Linked DNA regions of Rattus norvegicus: region 1 is linked to region 2. A link is a contact called in public Hi-C data. All regions are on one chromosome and are shown on one strand. Each heading gives the region's core, a stretch centred on a gene start, on an enhancer-like site or on the middle of the called end of the contact. The rest is flanking DNA. Distances are from core to core; before and after follow the strand shown. Region 1 holds the start of Uba1 (ubiquitin-like modifier activating enzyme 1). Region 2 holds the start of Elk1 (ETS transcription factor ELK1).

What was found. A called contact is a pair of places that touch in the nucleus more often than the background predicts.
Region 1: a contact with region 2 is called in a Hi-C map of Schwann cells, with 5 times the contacts expected there. The contact joins the promoter of Uba1 here to the promoter of Elk1 in region 2. A contact is called at or near these places in 9 of 12 Hi-C or Micro-C datasets (the A7r5 cell line, Schwann cells, frontal cortex and 5 more).

Annotation. Positions count from the first base shown.
Region 1 is chrX:4,076,675-4,082,991 of GRCr8, forward strand. Uba1 (ubiquitin-like modifier activating enzyme 1) reads right to left here and starts at 4,015. Exons shown (of 26, transcript NM_001014080.1): 1 at 3,841-4,015.
Region 2 is chrX:3,691,023-3,697,029 of GRCr8, forward strand. Elk1 (ETS transcription factor ELK1) reads left to right here and starts at 2,343. Exons shown (of 7, transcript NM_001108059.3): 1 at 2,343-2,432. It overlaps Uxt (ubiquitously-expressed, prefoldin-like chaperone), which reads left to right. Exons shown (of 6, transcript NM_001006982.1): 5 at 569-632; 6 at 822-922. The coding sequence ends at 875.

The DNA of each region.
Region 1 (6,317 bases), core at 2,765-5,264, 390 kb after region 2:
CTCAAGGCAGAGCTTTACAAAGTCCAAACCTTTCTTCCAGTTTTAGGAATAGACAATAACCCAGGCCAATAAAGCAGGTTGCATGAAGAGAGAAAATACACACTTCTAAAGCCTCTTCAGCATGTTAAGTCCGTTCCTTCAATAGGTTAGCAGTAATAATAATGACTGTTTCCTAGGAGTCTTCTCTGTGTCAGAGGCCACACTAAGCACTTTACTAGCCTTGTCTCTGTCTGTCCTCAGGGCAACCCTGTGGGAATTGAACTATTACTCAGCTCACATGAAAGGAACAACTTCATTCGGGGATGTTTGGTGACTTGACCAAAGTTCCCACCGAAGAGTGGTTGAACTGGGATCAGACCAGATCCAATGACTCTGAAGTCCAAGCCACTTCTCAGAGCTAGCAAATTTCATGCTCTCAATTGTCCTGATCCTACAAGGCAGGATTTAAAGTCCCTGTTGAACAAATGAGAAAACTGAACTCATATGATCAAGTGACATACTAGATCCCAGAGAAGGCAGATAACAATACAGCCTGCTGTTGGAAGTGAAGTCTAATGGTGGTAGATTCAGATAAATAGAAGATAGGACCTAGAATCTCTTTGTAGGCCCAGTAGCTTTTCAACATACCAAGCCTTTGCTTATACCCTGAGTTTTCTGTTCATACAACTCTTACAGTGAAGCCTTTTCTGACCCCAAAGACCACCAACATACCTAAGATTCCATCTTGGCACTGTCACATTCTAATATGAACACAATGACAAGCGCTCCTCACTATCTACCCTATCAGTCACAAGAGAAAGGGCTTTGTGTAATGCCAACAATGCCCGTGAACTATACAAGCCCACTCTCTTACCATAAATAGAAAGTGAAAGCTTGGAGAACTCTCACTTCCCCTGGCTCATGTCATTTGTCCAGTTTGTATGGCTCTCCTAGATGAGTAGTGTCAGAATTTGGCTTTGGGTCCAGCTCAGACTGCTCAGAGATGGGAGGTAAAGGAAGGGAGAAGAGGGGAAGTAGGAGGCTGCCTAGGGTTGAAGTCTGCTGGTGAAGTTGCTGGAAATGCTTAGATCTAACTTGGGTAGGAAGAGAATTGATAAACTGGGATGGAGACAGAGGTAATTCCTATTTTGCATTTACTGGCAGTGACTTGGCATGCAGATCTTATTTCCTCTAAGCCCATTTTCTCCAAAAAAATGGAGAGATAAGGAACTGTCCTCCTGATGAAGCTAAAGAGGCTATCTGTGGTCAAAATTCAAGGACCTGAGGAGAGAGGCTCCTCCCAAGGCACCCACAAGGGCCTCCATTACTTAGTTATCTCCTTTCCCTTGTCATTGGGTGGTTTGTTCCAGGCATATTCTTTCTCTACTCCCCACATCAGACAAAATCCAGAGCAGAGAGCTCTTTATCAGACCTTAACCTTTCCACCCCCACCCAGTGCTGGCAGCAAGGCTCTAAGTAAGCAGGTTTGGGATCACTGTTCAAAAGTAGACTTCAAAGCCAGGTGTGGCAGTACAAGCCCACAACCACAACACTTAGGAGGCAGAGCCAGGAAGACTCTTAAGTCTGAGGCCAGTCTGAATTATGCAGTGAGACTCTATTTCAAAAAAGAATATAGGAAGGGAGATTTCAAATGTCAGGTTTTGGAAAGCCCCTTTATCAAGGCAAGCAGAAGAATTTGGGACAGAGATTCTGGGACAAGAGCTAGAGATTCCCCTACTCCCATCCAAAAATAAAACCAAAAAGCAAAATACAAAAAAACCCCAACAATAAAAAACAAAATAAAACCAATCTCCATTCATTCTCTCTCAACATGTGCTCAGCCTTCTTTGTTAGAATTTATTTTCTAAAACCTACTTGGCAAAGCTGAAATTAAAGCATTTCAAACTTATCTGGGGTCTCCAAACTGATGACTGAAGCCTGAGAATATTCTAGAGCAAGACTGAGCAGGGGAATCTGGGTAGGCTTAGGAAGCAGAGCCAGCTGACAGATATTGTACAGGGGAAGATGCTGAGGCTTGTCAAGCTTCCTGAGAGATTTTAAATGAGAAGTCTTGAGGAGTGTAAGAAAGGCATCAGAGGAAGTGACTGAGCTCAAAGAGCTGTGAAGGAGATAATAAAAGACGCCTTATAAATGGTGGGGGTGTTGGACAGAGGTATTAAAGACTCAAACCTGGATTTCTAGAAAGAGGTGAGAGAATGTAGACCCTGAGACTACTACAGGAAGATTCTGGGGCTGACAGGCTTAGATTCTAGTGACAGAAACCCTTCAACCAAAAGTAGTGGGAATGCACAGAAAAATGACTTTGATGTTGACACTGTAGTGACAAGAAGCTACGAGATTAAGTGCTAAGAGGCTAAGAGAGGTCTCTGAGGGCAGACTCTTGGAGAGGGATTTCTAATGGAGCAACAAAGGCCTTGTGTGGATCTAAACAGGTACCACAGCTGCTGATAGGGTGAAGGGAAGATGAATTTCAGACAGTTCAAGCCTTAAAAAGGTTACAAAGAGCTAATCATGGTGGTATACACCTTTGAGTCCAGCACTAGTGAGGCAGACAGAGGCAGTGAAACTCTGTAATAATGATGATAATAGGTTACCAAGCAAATATTGGCTAGATCTCCAAATAGAGTTAGGTTTCTCTAATCAATTCTGTGACTCCATAGTAAATAGATACTGAGGTTTTCTACTCCTGTGGAAGATAAATGGGCCTGCTGGGGAGAAGGGGAGTGAAGTCAAAAGCAAATGCTAAGAGTCTCTGAATACTAGGAACCTTTAAAAAGAATGAGGGTAGATTCTGAGGCCTGTTGGTAGATTAAGGGATTTATAAAAAGAGAAACTAGAATGCTGGTCTGCCTTTGAAGGCAAAATTTGGGTCTAGGATGAGACCATCTGGCAGATGGGGCTACAAATAAAGAGTCTGAAAGAGTAGATGGTGGCAAGAGATCACTAATGGAGAACTATGTCCAAACAGGTCCTCCCCCGTGTCTAGTCCCCTGAGAGAAGAAAGGAAATATACTGGAGGTTAAGAATGGCTGATGGAGAAGACGATGCTTTGAGAACAATGAGAGCATGAAAAAGGGGGGAGTCCCTAAAAGCAGGGAGAGTCTCTAAAGGTAGATGCTGAAAAGAGTCTAAGAATGCCAGGCGTCCATGTTGGAGGATGCTATGTCAAAGTGGTATTCGGATATCTCAAATGTAGGAATGGGTTTCCCGCGGAAAGGCCAGGCACAGAGCTTTTCACCGGGTTTAATCCAGATGGCAGCTCTAAGGACAGATAGTATCCTGAGAGGGGGAGGGGGAAACTCTGGATGAAAATGCTAGGCAAGGCTCTTCTTTCGGAGATGAAGGCCACACGGACCTTTCCTGAAGTCTGGCCCCTCTTAAGCCATGAGGGCAAATACTGAAGGGCTAGGAAGAGTCTCAAGGGAGATTTCGGGGCAGGTCTTCAAATAGCACACAAGTATGGACGGCTTTCCTGAGCAGCGACGCCGAATTCCGGTGCCTTTATGGGAGACTGTGCTCGGAGTTCTGATAGGAAATGCATGGCTCAGGATTGGATCAAGATATCTTGTTATAGTGCTACACCCGAAGCCTCCAGAAGCAGAGATAAGGGTATGATGTCAAGGTCAGATTTCGGAGCCCAAGGGAATAGGGTGGTCCTAGACAAAAATGATCCATCCCGCCCCAGGATTTGCACACCCCCACACCCACTTGTCTAGTGATTCCTAATACCCAGGTCACCGCAGTGCACTCAGACATCGGGCTGGCAAAGAACCAGCAGGGACCCTCCCATACCTCCCTGAGCCCTTGCGCTTCGAGCCAGGTGCAGAGAAAAGCTATTACCAATGCCGGTTCCCCGGGTCGTGCCGCCGCCAACTCCTCAAGGAGCCGAAGTCAAGCTCGGCCGCCACCCTCCTCTTTCTCCTTCTCCTCCCTGCCGCCTGGGCCAGCTAGGATCACTGTCGCCTTCTCCTCCCCCGACCGCGGTGGTTGTGGTCTTCCTTGACACCCTCCTTCACCCCAGCAGCCGACACAAGATGGCGGCGGCAGAGCCCAAGGCCGGAACAAAACCCTGAGCCCCACCCCCAGAAACCCGGATGCAAGAGGACCGCGCCCACTCATGAATCATGTATTTTCCCTGCCCAGGTTGGGACTTCTTTAACTAGAAGGAAAACAGCTCCACCAAGTGGCTGTGGAGGCAGTAACTAGAAAAACAGGTAGAGCATGAGGCCATGCCCCATGAAATAGGAATAAAGAATTACTACAGCTAAGCTGTCAAAGAAATCAAGGAAGGACCTCAAAGCCATTCTTCCTAATCGTGAATTATGAAGCAAGGTGATGGGTTTACTAAGACTAGGCAACCAGAAAGAAGATGTTAAAGCATGCCAACCACACCCAATGCTCATGAATAATGAATGATCTTGCAGCTGCGGGAATCAAGGAGACCAAAGCTACATCTTATTCATGAATAATGCACGAGACTCAGTGGGATAGAACAAAAGAAGCAAGCCTGCCTTATTGCTCCATCTAATACCCAGTAAGCAAGAAACAGGGTCACTGCAGGAAAAAAAAGCACTCCTCTGCCTCCTAAATACTAAAGGAAGCTGCTGGAGCCAGCTCAATGTGAAAACAGAGAGGTCAAGAAAGGTTATACCTACTGGGTGTGGTGGTATACACCTTTAATCCCAGCAGTCAGGGCAGAAGCAGGAGGATCTCTGAGTTTGGGGCCTGTCTGGTCTACAGAGGGAGTTCCAGGACAACCAGAGCTACCCAGTCTCGAGGTGGTGGAGGTGGGTGGGGACACAAAAAGAAAGGTAGTGCACAGGCTGTGCTTACATGCATGGTGCCACAGGACTTTTCTCTCAGCACTGGGAAAGTGGAGGCAGAAGGCTCATTAGTTTGAGGTTAACAGGAAACCCTGTCTCAAAAAAAAAAAAGTACCAATCCCATCCAGTTCATGAATTATTCATGAGGCTTGATGGGCAGCTTCCCATCCAAGGTGGCCCTACCCAACAAGCGGAAATTATGAGACAATAGTCAAGGCATTTGTCATAAGGATATAAAGGATAACCCTGCAAAGCCAGAGTGAGCACAGTCCTTGACCACTTGGGGGCTTATCTTGTCTTAGCTAAATACAGACTCACTACATGCCTTTGAAGGCAATGATAGTAATGAAACTAATCCACCTCGGTTGGAGGTGTAGACTACGGATAAAGCACTTCAACACCCTCGGTTCAATCCATAGTATCATAAAAAACAAACAAACAAAAAAACCACAGCAATCCCCACCTCAAAAAAACCCAACCAAGACTGATGAAATGTGTTATGAGAATGAATACAGAAGGGCCCTAGAGCAGTGCTGCCACAAGGCCCTGTTACAATGTTCAAATATATGCAACTAAAGGTAATATTTGCATTAATCTAAAATTACTTAAGTTTGAGGGTATATCCAGCTATTACAGAACTTATCAACTTGATTGTTTCCAGATCAGAAAATGAGATTTGAGAACAAGAACTTACCTTGTGATTGAGTAAATGTGTAGAAAGGGTTTAGAAATAGTGCCTGGCACATAGTACTGTATAATTAGCCTGAGCGGTAGCAGCACTATTTTCTTAAAAGACGGGGTTTGTTGGTGTGCGCTAGCACAGCTCCTGTAATCCCACAGTACTTGGCAGGCTGATGCAAAAGGAGCACTAGTACCTGGCAAGTCTGAGGGAAAACAGACCCTAGAGAAAGAGACAGAAGTAGACACACACAGAGCGGGAAGAAAGAACAGAGAGAAGAGGGAAAAGGAAAAAAGAGAAAGAGGGAGAAAGGTTGGAGACCATGCTGGTTTCAAACTTCCCTATTCAAGAGATCCTTATGCCTCACTCAGTGTCAACTACTCCTAACTTCACACAGTACTTGGCAGACTGAGGCGGGCAGATCCCTAATTCTCTGCAAGCCTTGGGAAACATAGCGGCAGACTGGTGGTTGAGGGAGAGGGAGAAGGGAGAAGGGAGAGGAGGCAGGGAGGAGAAGGGACAAGAGTCATGGAGCTCGCTCGAATTCAGTAATGGCATCATTAAATTGGCTTGGGGGCGGGGAACATTATCCAACTCTGAAACCTGACAGATCAGATTTGAATCCTAGTTCAGCCATTCACTGTTTGGCTTTAGGACAAATTACTTACCTGTCCTGTATCTCAGATTCCTCATCTATGAAGTAGGATGAAACCTACTTTTGAGAAGTTGTGAAGATAAAATGGATTAATAAAAGTAACTAAATGGGTGTAAATTATTTTTATCTGCATACCCACTTTTCGGGCTGCTGAAAAGAC
Region 2 (6,007 bases), core at 1,093-3,592:
TCATTTACTGCTGTTTCTGCTATTTCCCTATTTTAAGTTGCCTGGCATACAGAAGGCATTCAATAATCTTCCCTTCTTATCATCATATAGTCATTGTGATGGGTTTCATAAAGAGTTTCTTTCAAGTATATCACATAATTTGATCGTATTCATAGACCCATACCCCCACTTCCTTCATCCCCATAATCTTTTTTTTTTTTTTTTTTGGAGCTGAGGACCGAACCCAGGGCCTTGCGCTTGCTAGGCAAGCGCTCTACCACTGAGCTAAATCCCAAACCCCTCCCATAATCATTTTTTAACAATTGTTACTACATTTTTTTCTGAGTACATGTGAAGGTTTAAAATCAGTTCTCTCCTCCACTATGTGGATCCTGGATATTGAAATCAAGTTGGCCCTATCACCCTTGATCTTTAAATGGGGAAATTCCAAGAGGTAGCCAGACATCTCTGCATAGGATCAGGGCAGGTCATCCAGGATACAAGCGTTTCTTGAAGTGATGAGGAAGAGTCATCCTCACAGCCTTAAGTGGGGCCCATTTTGCCCTTTCTTGTTCCTTTTTTTTTCTAGGCTCAGCGACAGCCTCACCAAGGACTCCATGAATATCAAGGCCAATATCCACATGATGCTAGAGGTGAGAGCAGCTCACTCCACTCGACCCTTCAAATATATTTAGGGTGATAACCTGAAGACAGGAGAAATCCAAAGAAGGGAGGGGTCATCTTTCCTTCTAAATTAAAAACCAAAGGAGTGAAAATCAGAGCAAACCTGGGACAAGACCTAGACCCAGCCTCTGTTCAGTATACTTTGTCCTCTTTTACAGGGACTTAGAGAACTACAAGGCCTGCAGAATTTCCCAGAGCCATCTCCCCATTGACTGCATCTTCCCAGCCTCCAATATTAAACAGCCTGAATGCCTTGGAATCACATAGCCCTTTTTTCCCCTAATTTTCACTAATTGACTAAGTGCTCCAGAGACCAAAATTACTGGAAGACCCATCCTTTCTGTTGAACCTCTAAAACATTCTTGCCTTTAGAACATCTTGTATTTTCCTCCAGACTTTATGCTTTACCCTCTTTTGTCACCTTTCGAACCTTGACACTGCTCCTCACACTTTAATTCCTTTTCCTAGATATTTGTATTGGTGCCCTTTGTATTACCATAAAGAATGGACTGATTGGTGAGCTGAAGATGAGATTCAATTGGTAGAGTGCTTGCATATCACACATGAAACCTTAAATTCAGTCCCCAGTTCTGTGTACACAAGCTGGATGTGTGGCACACCTGTGACCAGGTCACTCAAAAGATAGAGGCAGAAGGATTTTTAAGTTTAAGGCAATCCTGGGCTACATGAGACCCTTGAAACAAATTTTTAAGGTTCCAGTTCAAAGTGATTTGTTTCCATGGCCCTCAGCTTTTTACTTCATATCCTAAGGGTTATTATGGTTTCACAATCCAGTGGTCATCCAGGTACCCTAAATATCATTACCACCCAACCCTTAATTTGGTCCCTAAATAGTGGTTCCAATAGTTCTAAATAGTTCTAGTTTCCACCCGTAGACAGATCCTGCCCTCCCTGCTACAGCCCCTACAGCCTAGGTTTTAGTCCAGTCTTAGATAACTAAGAACCAAATTCCATCTGTATAACTGACTGCAGCTTGCCTCTGCCCTTGTAGACAGTTAATTTCCACCTCTCAACTCCTCTGTATATCTGGCAGCCGCTCCTGCCTCCTCCCTCTGCTGGATTCTAAATTCGTCTTGCCTAGCTAATTACCATAGCTTTACCCTACCCGCCTACATAGCCCTACCCTGCTGCTATTCCCCTTTCTAAATAAGTCCTGTTTCCGCTGAACCGTTTGATGAGCAGCACCACCTACTTTTATGTTTTGGCCGCTGTCTGGGAGTTTCCACCAATCAGCTGAAAACAGAGCCCATCCAACCACCCCTCCATCCTCTGGGGCTGTCTGTCTGCCATCAATTCTCATTTAAGCCAATCGGTGTGAACTGGGCGACCTCCCTCGGCCCCGCCCCAACCTTGGCACTTGGCTAACCAGTCTTAGACCCAATCGGCATGAAGCACTAGCGCCGCCCAACACCTACGGATTCAGTCGGCTACCCGGCAGTCCATCAATCCCCTTTAAGCCTATCATGTCATAGCTCTGTTAGGATTCCAATACCACCGCCACCAGGCCCTGAAGCTGCGCTTGGAGTCTTGGCATTTTATCCAATCAACGAGCAGCAGAAGGCTTGGCTCCTCCCACGAGGGCCCACGTGAGCGCTGGGGAAACGCAGGGGCGGCTTCTGGTTGCTGCTTCAGCCGCCGCCGCCGCCGCCGCCGCCGCCGCCTTGGAACCCGGGCCTGGGGGGCGGTGGGGCCTCGTATGGAGCCCCCGCCCCCCGGAGCTGCCGCTGCCACCGCCGCGCCACACGCAGGTGAGCCCCAGGCCCACAAGGTGGAGGCCCCTGACCATGACCCTACGTATCTTCTCCCCCACGCAAGGCTTGGCCCGGCCTGCCGGTGTTTGGCTCCACTACCATCAACTGATTGTCCTTGCCTGCTCCTTTTGCCCTTTATAGTGGATCTGAACGTGAACTAACCTCCTGCTGTCTGTATAATGGATCGGTCTGTGAGCTTATGATTTTCCCCACCCCAACTTAATGGACTCGTCTGTGGTCTTGCCCTCCCCAACCCCCACTTAACTGGGAACGAGTCTGTTGCATTGTCCAGTCCCCCTTTAGTAGTAGATGTGTCTAAAATGTTTCCATTTCCCCTAGCCTCATATTTAAGGGGAGCCTTCTGTAGCCTTGTTTAGTGAACCCCTCATGTTTATTGTAGTGAATCAAAATATGGCACTCTACCCACTCCAGACACCCCATGTTTGTTCAACAGTGAGTTCACCCAAGTTTATATTATTGCCCCTTGGGTCTCCCCAGTGCACCTCCTCCTACTGCCCCCATCTTACCGTGAATTAGTTTGCATGCTTGCATTCATATCCCTCTATCACCATCCTGACTTTTCCTCCTTTATATGTAGACTCCGATCTTTGGACTGCTTCCTTTTAACAGTGGGTCAATTTGGTGCTTTGTATTTTTGTATATATTTTTGTATATTTTCAACAGCCCAGTCTATGGCCTTGTCCTATCCTTCATTTTAATTAATCATTATGTCATTATGTGATGGCTTTTCTTCTCTGTGGTTGTAAAGGAATCAGCTTAAACCATATCTCACTTCTGTAATGGTTCTGTTCAGAAACCTTCTGCCACCCCAGTGTTTACATTCTCTCATATCCTTCAGAGTTCAGAGCTTGCAATCCCTCCCCAAAGAAGATAGGCTTTGTACTTTTACTTCCCTCCTTCTCTCCATGTACTGGGTCAATCTTCTCTGTCCCCCATCTCTTAGGAGGTCCTGTGTACTTGTGAAACCCAGGGACTTTTAATGTATACCATGTCTCCTCATAGACACCCTTAAGCACTAGACATTTTACTTTGCTACAGTACTCAAGTACAGTAGTGGTCCTAATGTTAATGACAATTGGATCTAACCTTTATACTTTACACTTACTGTGTAAGCAGGCAGAGTGTTCTATAGTCTCCAGCTTGCTTATTCCTCATCATAGCCCTGTGAGACAGGTAACTGAGAAAACTAGGGCATATGAAGGTTAAAAGCCTTACTCAGAGATGGCCTAGTAACTACTTAGGTAGAAGAACACTTTTGACATGCCCCTCTCTTACCTCATTGCATCCCATAAGAGGGTGCATTCCTTAACAGCCAAACTTGTTCCAGTTACCAGGCTTTTGTTTCTGCTGTGTTTTCTGCCAACAGAGCTGTCTCATTCTACACTGGTCTCAGGACCCATCACCTCAAGTCCCAGCAGTGCTTAACTACTTTCTCCCTGTACTGGGCTAAAATGGGGGAGTCAGAACTATATCCTTTCCAGTCTGGATAAAAAATATATGGGTTAATTAAACAAGTCAACTCTCCTTACCTCCTTCATCTCCACATTTCAGACCCATGCTACAGCATTGCTGACCTCCTCACTGCTTCTCAAAAATAGCAGGTACAGGCGGGCCTCAGGGCCTTTGCATTAGCTCTTCTTTCTCCCTTAACTCTACTCCCATATCTCTGTGTGGCAACTTCCAAGGTCCTAAAACCCAAAGGAATTTTTTCACTACCCTGTGCAGGGAGCACACTAAAGATATTTGTAAGAATGCCATTTGAGAATAAAATGAGTGTGAAAGGATGTGTTAACAGAAATGTGACGTTGGTGATTTGAAAAGGCGTAAATAGAAAAGATGTTTGAGAGAGTGCTTACATGTCTTTGCATCTGAATAGTGTTATTTCAGTAAAACAAGTATTTGTCACACTGGTGCTTGGGATATAATGTATAATGGTGCATAAAAGATACATATAAAAATGTTTCAAATGATGTTTTTTGTGTGAAACAAAGTAATCAACATCCACCCCTCCTTGACCATCTGATTTTGCATACCCAGCAGAGTTCACATCTCTTTCCTCCTTGCTTTGTCCCTTTGTACTCTATCATGGTTAGGTACACTATACAGCTTATATACATGTCTATCTCTTCTCAGAATAAACATCCTATGGGGACTTACAGGCTTTATCTGCCTATTCAGTGTTCTACCTTCATGTAAAAATGTGCCTTCTGTACAGTAGGTACTTGAAATAATCTGCTGCACAAATTAACTTGGGGGAGGTGTAGTATCTAGACTGTTGGTGATGGCTCACAGCTATATATTTCCAGCATGGAAGACCAAGAGAGAATTTACCAGAAATAAAAACTAGCCTGGGTGACATAGTTTCAGACCATCCTGAACTATAGAGTGAGATCCTATCACAAAACTGACAATGAAAATTGTATCCCAGACATCACCAAGGTGGGTGCAGATATAAAAGAAAAGAGATGTAAGAATATTAACAGCTATTCACTAAGCACCAGGCATTCATTCTAGATGCTGGAGATATGGAGAAGCAGAACAGGCAGAAATCCCTGTACATAGAAAGCAGACATTACTAAAAGTGAGGGAGACAGACTGTATAAATAGGTAAAATTAGATATCACGTTGTACAAATGCTAAGGAATAGACATGAAGTGGGACAAATAGGACTAGGGTATCAAGGTGTTTGAAATCTTAGAAACAAGGCATGCTACACTTGAAAATGTGACTCATGCGTTAAGGCCTGAAGGAAACAAAGGAGGACACCATAATGTGTACCAGAAAGAACACTCAATGCAAAGACCCTGAAGCCCAGATTATGGCTACTACGTAAAAAGCCAGTGTGGCTGGAAACAAGTTAAGGGGGAGGGGTAGAAGACAAGGTCATAGAAATGATGAAAGCCAGATGGTAGAGTCCTATAGAAAGTTGAGGGGGAGGGAGGAGGATGACACACAACCTAAGGGCTAACATTTATGGTGTTTCTACCATGTGCTATAGACACTTTACATATATAGACCTTTTTTTATTCTTTTTTGATTTGAGAGTAAAATATCCTATTTTACAGATATTCAACAAGGCATAAAGAGGCTGAACAACTTGCTCAAAGTCACACAGAACAGGGCAGAGTGTGAGGCTGTGAAGATCAGGACAGAGCAAATTTGCAAGGACAAACAAGTTACTCCATGCATTCAATGCAGAGGAAAAATTCTACCTGGGAGGGATTAGATGGTGTGATAGAATTAGTCCAAGGAGGAAATAGCACTCCTGGCAAGGAACATTGTGTGCCTCAACTAGACACTTCAAAATTATCCTTCCCATGAACATCAATATGACTTGCTACCTCCCTTCCACCAAACATCACTTCCTCAGGGAAGTGTCCTACTTGTCACTCTGGGATCTTGCCCGTTTGTGTTTTCTTCTTAGAGAACTGGCCTTGAGGGGCTAGGAATGCTGAGTTTTAACTCTGACTGCCAGCATCCAGCAACTCACCCAAGGATGAGACCTTATTTAACATCTTTCTCCACATTCACTGACCTGTCTGCAAAATGGA